Regions from separate parts of the Triticum aestivum genome. Here region 1 is linked to region 2. A link is a contact called in public Hi-C data. All regions are on one chromosome and are shown on one strand. The core of a region is the stretch at or near the end of the contact, and the rest is flanking DNA. Distances in the headings are between cores, read along the strand shown.

What was found. A called contact is a pair of places that touch in the nucleus more often than the background predicts.
Region 1: a Hi-C map of leaf shows a contact between it and region 2, with 4 times the contacts expected there. The contact joins the promoter of LOC123128045 here to the promoter of LOC123128043 in region 2. A contact is called at or near these places in 2 of 5 Hi-C or Micro-C datasets (both in leaf).

The regions. Positions count from the first base shown.
Region 1 is chr6A:489,302,982-489,306,529 of IWGSC CS RefSeq v2.1, reverse strand. LOC123128045 (acetylornithine deacetylase) reads right to left here and starts at 2,272. Exons shown (of 10, transcript XM_044547946.1): 1 at 1,894-2,272; 2 at 1,182-1,435; 3 at 972-1,080; 4 at 281-419; 5 at 111-168. The coding sequence starts at 2,229.
Region 2 is chr6A:489,159,817-489,163,369 of IWGSC CS RefSeq v2.1, reverse strand. It overlaps LOC123128043 (probable protein phosphatase 2C 26), which reads right to left and starts at 1,550. Exons shown (of 4, transcript XM_044547944.1): 1 at 1-1,550. The coding sequence starts at 909.

The DNA of each region.
Region 1 (3,548 bases), core at 1,023-3,522, 140 kb before region 2:
CATCAAACTAGACCACAAAGAAAAGTACATATCAAACTAAAACTTAATTGAATCATTTCATCTCAAGTGCAATTAAAGAGAATCTAAGAACCTCAGGGCAAGAGTTGAACCTTATATCCCCTGAAATTGTACATTCTCCAGGAATTTGGTTCAGACCACCACCAGGATCTGCAAAGCATCACATGTTTGGACCACACCCAATGATTTTTTTTCTTTTCCACATATTATAAATACACTGTTACTAAAACATATTTAAAATAAAGGTACAACAGGGACTTACAACTCCACTTTGTTGGCTTCATCGTAGATGGAGTAGCAAACTTGTAGAGCTTCTCTTTCTCGTGTGCAGGGAAGTCATTGTAAAACCGGGTTTGGATTTCTTTAAGTGCATCCATATTTAACTCCATCGAATTTATGGCCTTTGACAAAAACAAAAAACAGATACAGGGTCTTCAGAATTCAAAAGCACTTTTATACTCTGACAGCAAGAAAAGGTTAAAATGCTATATTTGGACTTCTTTGCCGTGTGAACTACTTGAATAGCTCTCTCCATAACATTACAAGACATGTCAAATAAACATGTGCAGAAAAAAAAAACGTATAACAGCAGAGTTGATTACACAATAAGTTCTACCAGTCATGTATCAACGATCACTTGCTTTATACTTTGTGCGTTATTTTGTTTTTGGTCCCATTATTCATATCTACGTTTGGTACTTTGGTACCAATCGCAAGGATGCTAACTTATTCTAGCAACTATATGATTTAACAGATCACATCTATAGAATATTTACTACTCCCCCCGCTTCACTATAATTATTCCCGGTGTAAGAAGAGTGTCTAAAAATATGTCCACTGAAGGAATCAAGAGGTCATTTTTCATCAACTTTCTTAGATTTTGTGTCTATACAGTTATATAGAGTAAAAAGGAGTGGCAACTGAACATTGTTCTAATGAGTCCAAATCAGTACCTTATGTGCAAGGCCACTGTGAAACAGCTTCCCTGTTGCCTTTAGATGCCAAGGGATCATCCCACCAGTACCAATGCATGGCTGCTTATCCGCAGTATCTATCCAAAACCTTCACAATAGCACACATATAACCAACTAAATCAGCAAGAATTCCTCACGAACGACACATTACTTGGCCATTCTATCAAGGCAACAGAGTTCAATACTCACAAGGGTCCAGTTTTGAGCTTATCCAACAAACCATCCTTGACAAGGCCATCAACACCAATGCCAGTGACCGATGAATTCTCTTCATTGGCAATGAACACCGCAATGACAGAATGCTTCAATGGTGGTTTCACCTCACCAAGCCGCCGCATGAGCTGAGTCACTAGCGCCACATGACCAAGGCAGTCCGTCGTCCCACGGCCCCTAAGCTTTTCCTTGTCATCACCTTCGAATGTTAGTGAGAAGGGATCGAAGTCCTGCAGGAGTAGAAGATCCCAGTCCACTGATTAGTGATTATAATAACCAACAAAAGTAACAGAAATTTGACGAACAAATCAAGAGTAAATTTTGAGGTACAACTTGTTAGTAATCACTAATCGATTAATAATGCGACAGAAACAAAATGAGCGAAATCAAACAGCGCCAATGAGGAAAGGTGAAACTTTAAACAGTAGATATATACAGCAATTGAACCACTGAAGTGCTAACTTGAATCACAACACTCCAGAAGTCCACAAACCAGTACTGCGCCGAAACATGCATCTATTCCAAGGTAGAACAATCTAGAAGGCACTAACAGATCAGGGAAGGGTGCAGTTCGGGCAACAAGCTAGAAAGACCCCCAAATCAAGAAAGCCCTCGAATCCTTCGTCCAGGAACCCTAAGCCCCGAAATCAGCACTCACACATCCAAACGAAATCTGCTAGGAACTCACCCATTCGCTAGGGTTGGCCGGAACGACGTCCATGTGCATGCCGACGAAGGAGACGACGCGGTCGGGGACGGTGCCGGGGTACTCGACGATGACGTTGCTCCGGCCGTCGGTGTAGCTCACCTTCCGCACGACGAGCGGGCCGCCACCGGTGTCCGTCGACACCGGGCGGAGCGCGTCGACCACGTGCTGCGCCACGAGGTCCTCCTGCGGGACGAGGGCCGGCGGGTCGTTCTGCAGGCGCTGGGACTCGCCGATGAGCTTGGAGAGGAGGGCGACGAAGGGGTCGCGGTCCAGGACTCCGACGGCGTCCTTGAGCGGCGGCGCCGGAGATGCCATCTTAGACGCGGCGGCGGGTTGGGTCAACAGCGAAGGGAGTCCAGTCGAGGTCGAGGTCGAGGAACTCTCTGTGTTTGAGCAACTCTGGATGGATGTACTCCGTACGATGTGCGCATATGATGTGTCCGTGTCGACGACGGCACGGAGATGCGTGCCGTGGCCGCTGCGGTTCTTCAGTTTCTCTTTTCGTTTTTTCTTTTGAAATTCTTCTCTTCTCCTTCTCAAAAAAAAAATTCTTCTCTTCTCTTTTCATTCAACACTCATTTTCATGTAAAAAAACACCTTATCATTTCATAGAGTAAAAGTGCTTTTTCATCCATCAACTAATCACCAAGTGTGGCTTTCATATCTAAACTCTTTTTTGGTATAATCTTCGTCCCCCAACTCTACTAAGTATGTATAGTCCCTCGTAGTGATATTCCTCAATCAAACCCTGTTTTTGATTTGATGTGTCATTGTTTTGACCATATTTTGGTGTAACTTTTGTCCCTCGACTCTTGATATCATGTAGAATTAGTCCCTAACATGAGTATTCCTCGGCTAAATCCGGTTTTGACTTTTTATGGCACGGTTTTGATCACGTCGTCATTGTAAGGGGAATGCCCCAAGGGTTTGGGATTGGACCTCGGCGAATTGTGCTCCTGTCTCTCTCCTCTGTCGGTTTAGATCCGATATACCACCTATTGTCTTATCCTTACCCCCAACTATCATGTTGACCATCTAAAGCGTGAGAGAGAGAGAGAGAGATTTCTCTCAATGACATGCGACCCTATGCCACCTTACAATGATGATGTGGCCAAAATCATGTCACATAAGGTCAAAACCGTGTTTGGCTGTTGAATACCGCTGCAAGGGACTAACTATACCTAGTATTAAGAGTTGAGGGACGGAAATTGTACCTAAAAAAAATTAGGGACGAAAGCTACACTTTGCGGTAAGTTGAGGGACGAAAAATGCACTTATCTCTTTTATAAAAGAAGAAACATCATATATTAAAAGTCAATCAACGCTTATAGGATCATCTTCAAAGAATCAAACAAATACTCACAAGATCATTGGAAAAATCAACATGTCTTCTTCCTACACTCTCGTTGGCGGGCGCCGTGAGTGAAGCTCGATGTCACCTCCGGACCTCCAAAACACCATCGAAGTCAGGGAAATGTTGTTAATGCCGCAGCCAAATGAGAAGACGCATGCAACAATGACTCGAGAAATAGATCACTGCCACGAAGAAGAACGCGACGAAGAGGGGGACATGTGGCCTCGCTGGCAAGGAATGGTGGGCGGTCTCATATTTGGAATAGAGTTGTGCTATCTCC
Region 2 (3,553 bases), core at 301-2,800:
ACCCCACTCCCTGTTGATTTCATCATCACCCACAGCCGCTGCATGTGCCCACATGTTGAACCGACGCTCCTTGAGCCTGGCAAGCGACATTGCAAACCGGCCGGAACCTGAAAAGTCGAGTTCATTGTCATCGTCGTCGCCGTCAGCGAGGAACTGCCACAGCCGCTTGCTATCCCTGTCTGCCTCTTCGTAGAATATCCCACGAAGCTCGCGTAGGAGGAAGCGGTAGAGGTTGGCAACAAGGAAGTCGGGGGCCTCAGGGCCGTTGAAGCCGTCGTAAATGCCGACGAACAGCCAACGCTGGTCCTCGGAGACAACCACGTGGACGCGGTCCTCCCCTGCACGCCCGTGCGCCCACTGCACGCCGTCGTCTCGGCGGAGTGGCACCATGAGCGCCGGCTGGTGCTTCTCGGACACGCTCCGCCGCAGGCTGCCGAATAATGGCTTCCGGAACCTGCTGGAGAGCCCTCTGGACGAGGAGGAGGTGCGCTTGGTGGGCTTGGTGGGGAGCGGGCCGGAGAAGGGCACGGCGGCGTCGAGCGGGCCGGAGAGCTGGGCGCCGCGGTCGATGGGCCCGGAGAGGAAGAGGGGCCCCGAGGAGAGGTTGGAGAGCTGCAGCGGCGCGGAGGAGAAGGAGGAGGATGTGTGGAACGCGGAGGAGTAGTTCTGCGGCACGGAGCCCGCGCCGGCGGCGGAGGAGGAGAGGTAGAGCGGCACGGGCACGGAGGAGTTGGCGGAGAGCGCGGCGCCGGAGATGCCGTGGCGGAAGGAGGAGGAGTATGCGGCGGCGGAGGCGTAGCAGAAGGAGTGGCCGAGCGCGTCGTCCAGGCAGGGCTCGGCGTCGACGGACGCCGGCGCCGGCCGCGAGCACGCGCACGCGGTGAGCAGCCGTGACGCGCCGCTGCCCATGGCATCCGACGCTGGCCGCGGCCCGGTCAGAGGAGAGGCAAAGCAACGACGACGGGGAGGGAGCAGAGCAGACCTTGTTTACCAGCACATCGCACCGAGCGATACGGGGGGACGGCGGCGGGCGTGGGGCTGGAGCTGCGACCGCGGGATCTCGCCGGGGCGGGGGTGGGATCTCGCCGGGGCAGGATCCAGCGAGGGCGCGGGGGAGGCGCAGGATCCGGCCGGAGCGGAGCGGGGAGGGATTGGGGGCGAGGGGGGGCGAGATTGGGGGCGGCCGGGCCGGAGGGAGGGGGGGTGGGGGATTGGGGCAGGGCGTTGAGAAGAGAGAGAGAGGGAGGGAGTTTTCTATGCTCACTCCTGTCAGTGATGTGCACACTAACAAAGGAGGGAGTAGAGTAGAGTGGGGAGGAGGAGACTTAGCGCTGGCGTAAGTGCGAAAACCGCAAATTTGACATCGGAATTTGGCCGCTCCGGCGTTGCGCTCCTCCGGGGGCCGGGCCGGGAAAGACCTCACCGGACCTGTCAGGTGGTGCCGGTATGGCGGAGTGGGCGGGGTTTGTCCGCACCCGGCACGCACGCCGTGGAGCAGGGCGGGAGGGACGAGCGGCGCGGCGGCAGGCAGGGCGGAGGGAGCGAGACCCGTGACGTGGGGGGAGGGATGGGGGGTGGTGGGTGGGGTGGGAGAGCGGGACGGGGGTCAACGCTGCGCCCTGGGAATCGCCTACCCCGGTCGGGCTTAATTACGGCGGGCGGGACTCCGCTCCGCTCCACTCCACTGCGCCGAGGAGAGGCGGGCGCGTGGATCAGCGCGGCGCGGCCAAATTGGATGGCTTTGGCGGGGCCGGCTTTGAACTCGGACGACTGCTGGACGGTGGGCTCCTCTAGTCTACACTCCTCGGTGGAGCGGGCGTTTCGAAAGTGCGGCCGACGCGAGCGCAAAGGCGACGGGGAGGGGACTGGGGAGGGGAGAAGATTACAGTTTACAACGGGAACGAGGAAGCATCCCATGTGAATCACCCGACGTTTATCGAGAGTGGCTTTGTTTCTTTTGTGATGGCAGTGTAAACTACTCCACTGTCAACATGTGAAGATTTATCGCATGCCTTCACGTGCTTTTTATCAAGTCAAATTCGACGATATTGTGGCCCAGTTCTTTTGACCGATTCTACCAGAATCTTAAGAATTGACTCAGCTTCTCTCAGAATATTTAACTCATATTTTGTTTTTACAATCCTAACTAGTTAGGATGTAAACAGCTACTAGGATTGTAAAAAAAATGGGTTCAAGATTTTGGGAGAAATTGGGTTCCAAGAGTAGATTGTAAGAGCATCTATAACCGCATCTAGCTAATCCGGCCTCTCAAACTTCGTGAACACGTCCGCACACAATGACTGATCACATCCTAATGTCTTCTTCCACAACCAGATACCTCATTACCAAAACCTCGAATCCACGCAATTACATGGAATGTAAAACCTAGTCTAAATCTTCGTTGGGGCTAGTTCATCTTCATGTTTGTGTCCTATTCGCCGGCTGGCTGAGCCCCGGGAGTGAAGGTGCGGTCGCCGGCGAGGAAGAGTGGACATGGGACACGGAACGGCTTACAGGACGCAAGGCAGTGCCGTCTCCCCACCCTACTATTTCCTCATCGGAGCTCGTGGCCTGGACGCCGTTGCTCAATGTGAGGTCCACGATAGGCCCCTCGTAGTTGGAGCCCGACACCTCTAGCACGACACAGTTGTGGCGCTAGGGGGCGGTCACCTGTACCGGCGCCGGAGGGGCGTCCAACTCCGCCTCCGAGGAGAGGCGCGTGGATCCGGGCAGCGTGACGTGGGTGCCCGATTCCGCAAATTGGATGGCTTTGGCGGGGCCGGCTTTGAACTCGGACAACTATTGGACGGTGGGCTCCTCTGCTCTCGTTTCCTCGGTGGAGCAGGTGTTTCGAAAGTGCAGCGACGCGAGGGCAAAGGCGACAGTGTCAGTGTGGAACGATGATCTATGGGACCAACAGGCCCCTTCGTGGTTCGGCGAGGGGAATGCACTAAACGCAGAGAGCAGGATGAACAGAAAGCACGACGATCGTTTACCCAGGTTCGGGCCACCTTTCAGGTGTAATACCCTACTCCTGCTTGATTATATTAGGAACGTGGATGCACAATTACAAAGGAGCGCTCTTCCCCGGCAAGGCGTGGGGTGGCAGCTACACGAGCAAGAGTGCGTCTGAGTTTGAATGGGTTCGAACCCCTCTAAAGGTTGCCCCGATCCTCCTTTTATAGTGTAAAGGAATACCACAATGGCAAAATAGTCATTACATAGTGACTAGATAGAAACAACGCTATCATATCTAACTCTGCTAGTTAGGACAAAGAGCATTTAATGCATCTCTAGGTGTCGCACGGAGGAGAAACCCCGACAAGTGTATTGTACTGCTTACTACAGCTAACTCCTATTATCTTGACACGCTGCTAGGACGGGCGTCGATAAAGGTAATTTCACTCCCAGTATGCTGCCACGTGTTGGCCATCTCCACCTAACTACCTGTGGGCTCGACACCTCACCGCCCAGCGACCAGCTGGCTAGAGAGGTGGAGCGCTAGTAGTTGGTGGGGGTTCGCGGGCGACGGAGCTTGTCGGGTCTTCTCCTT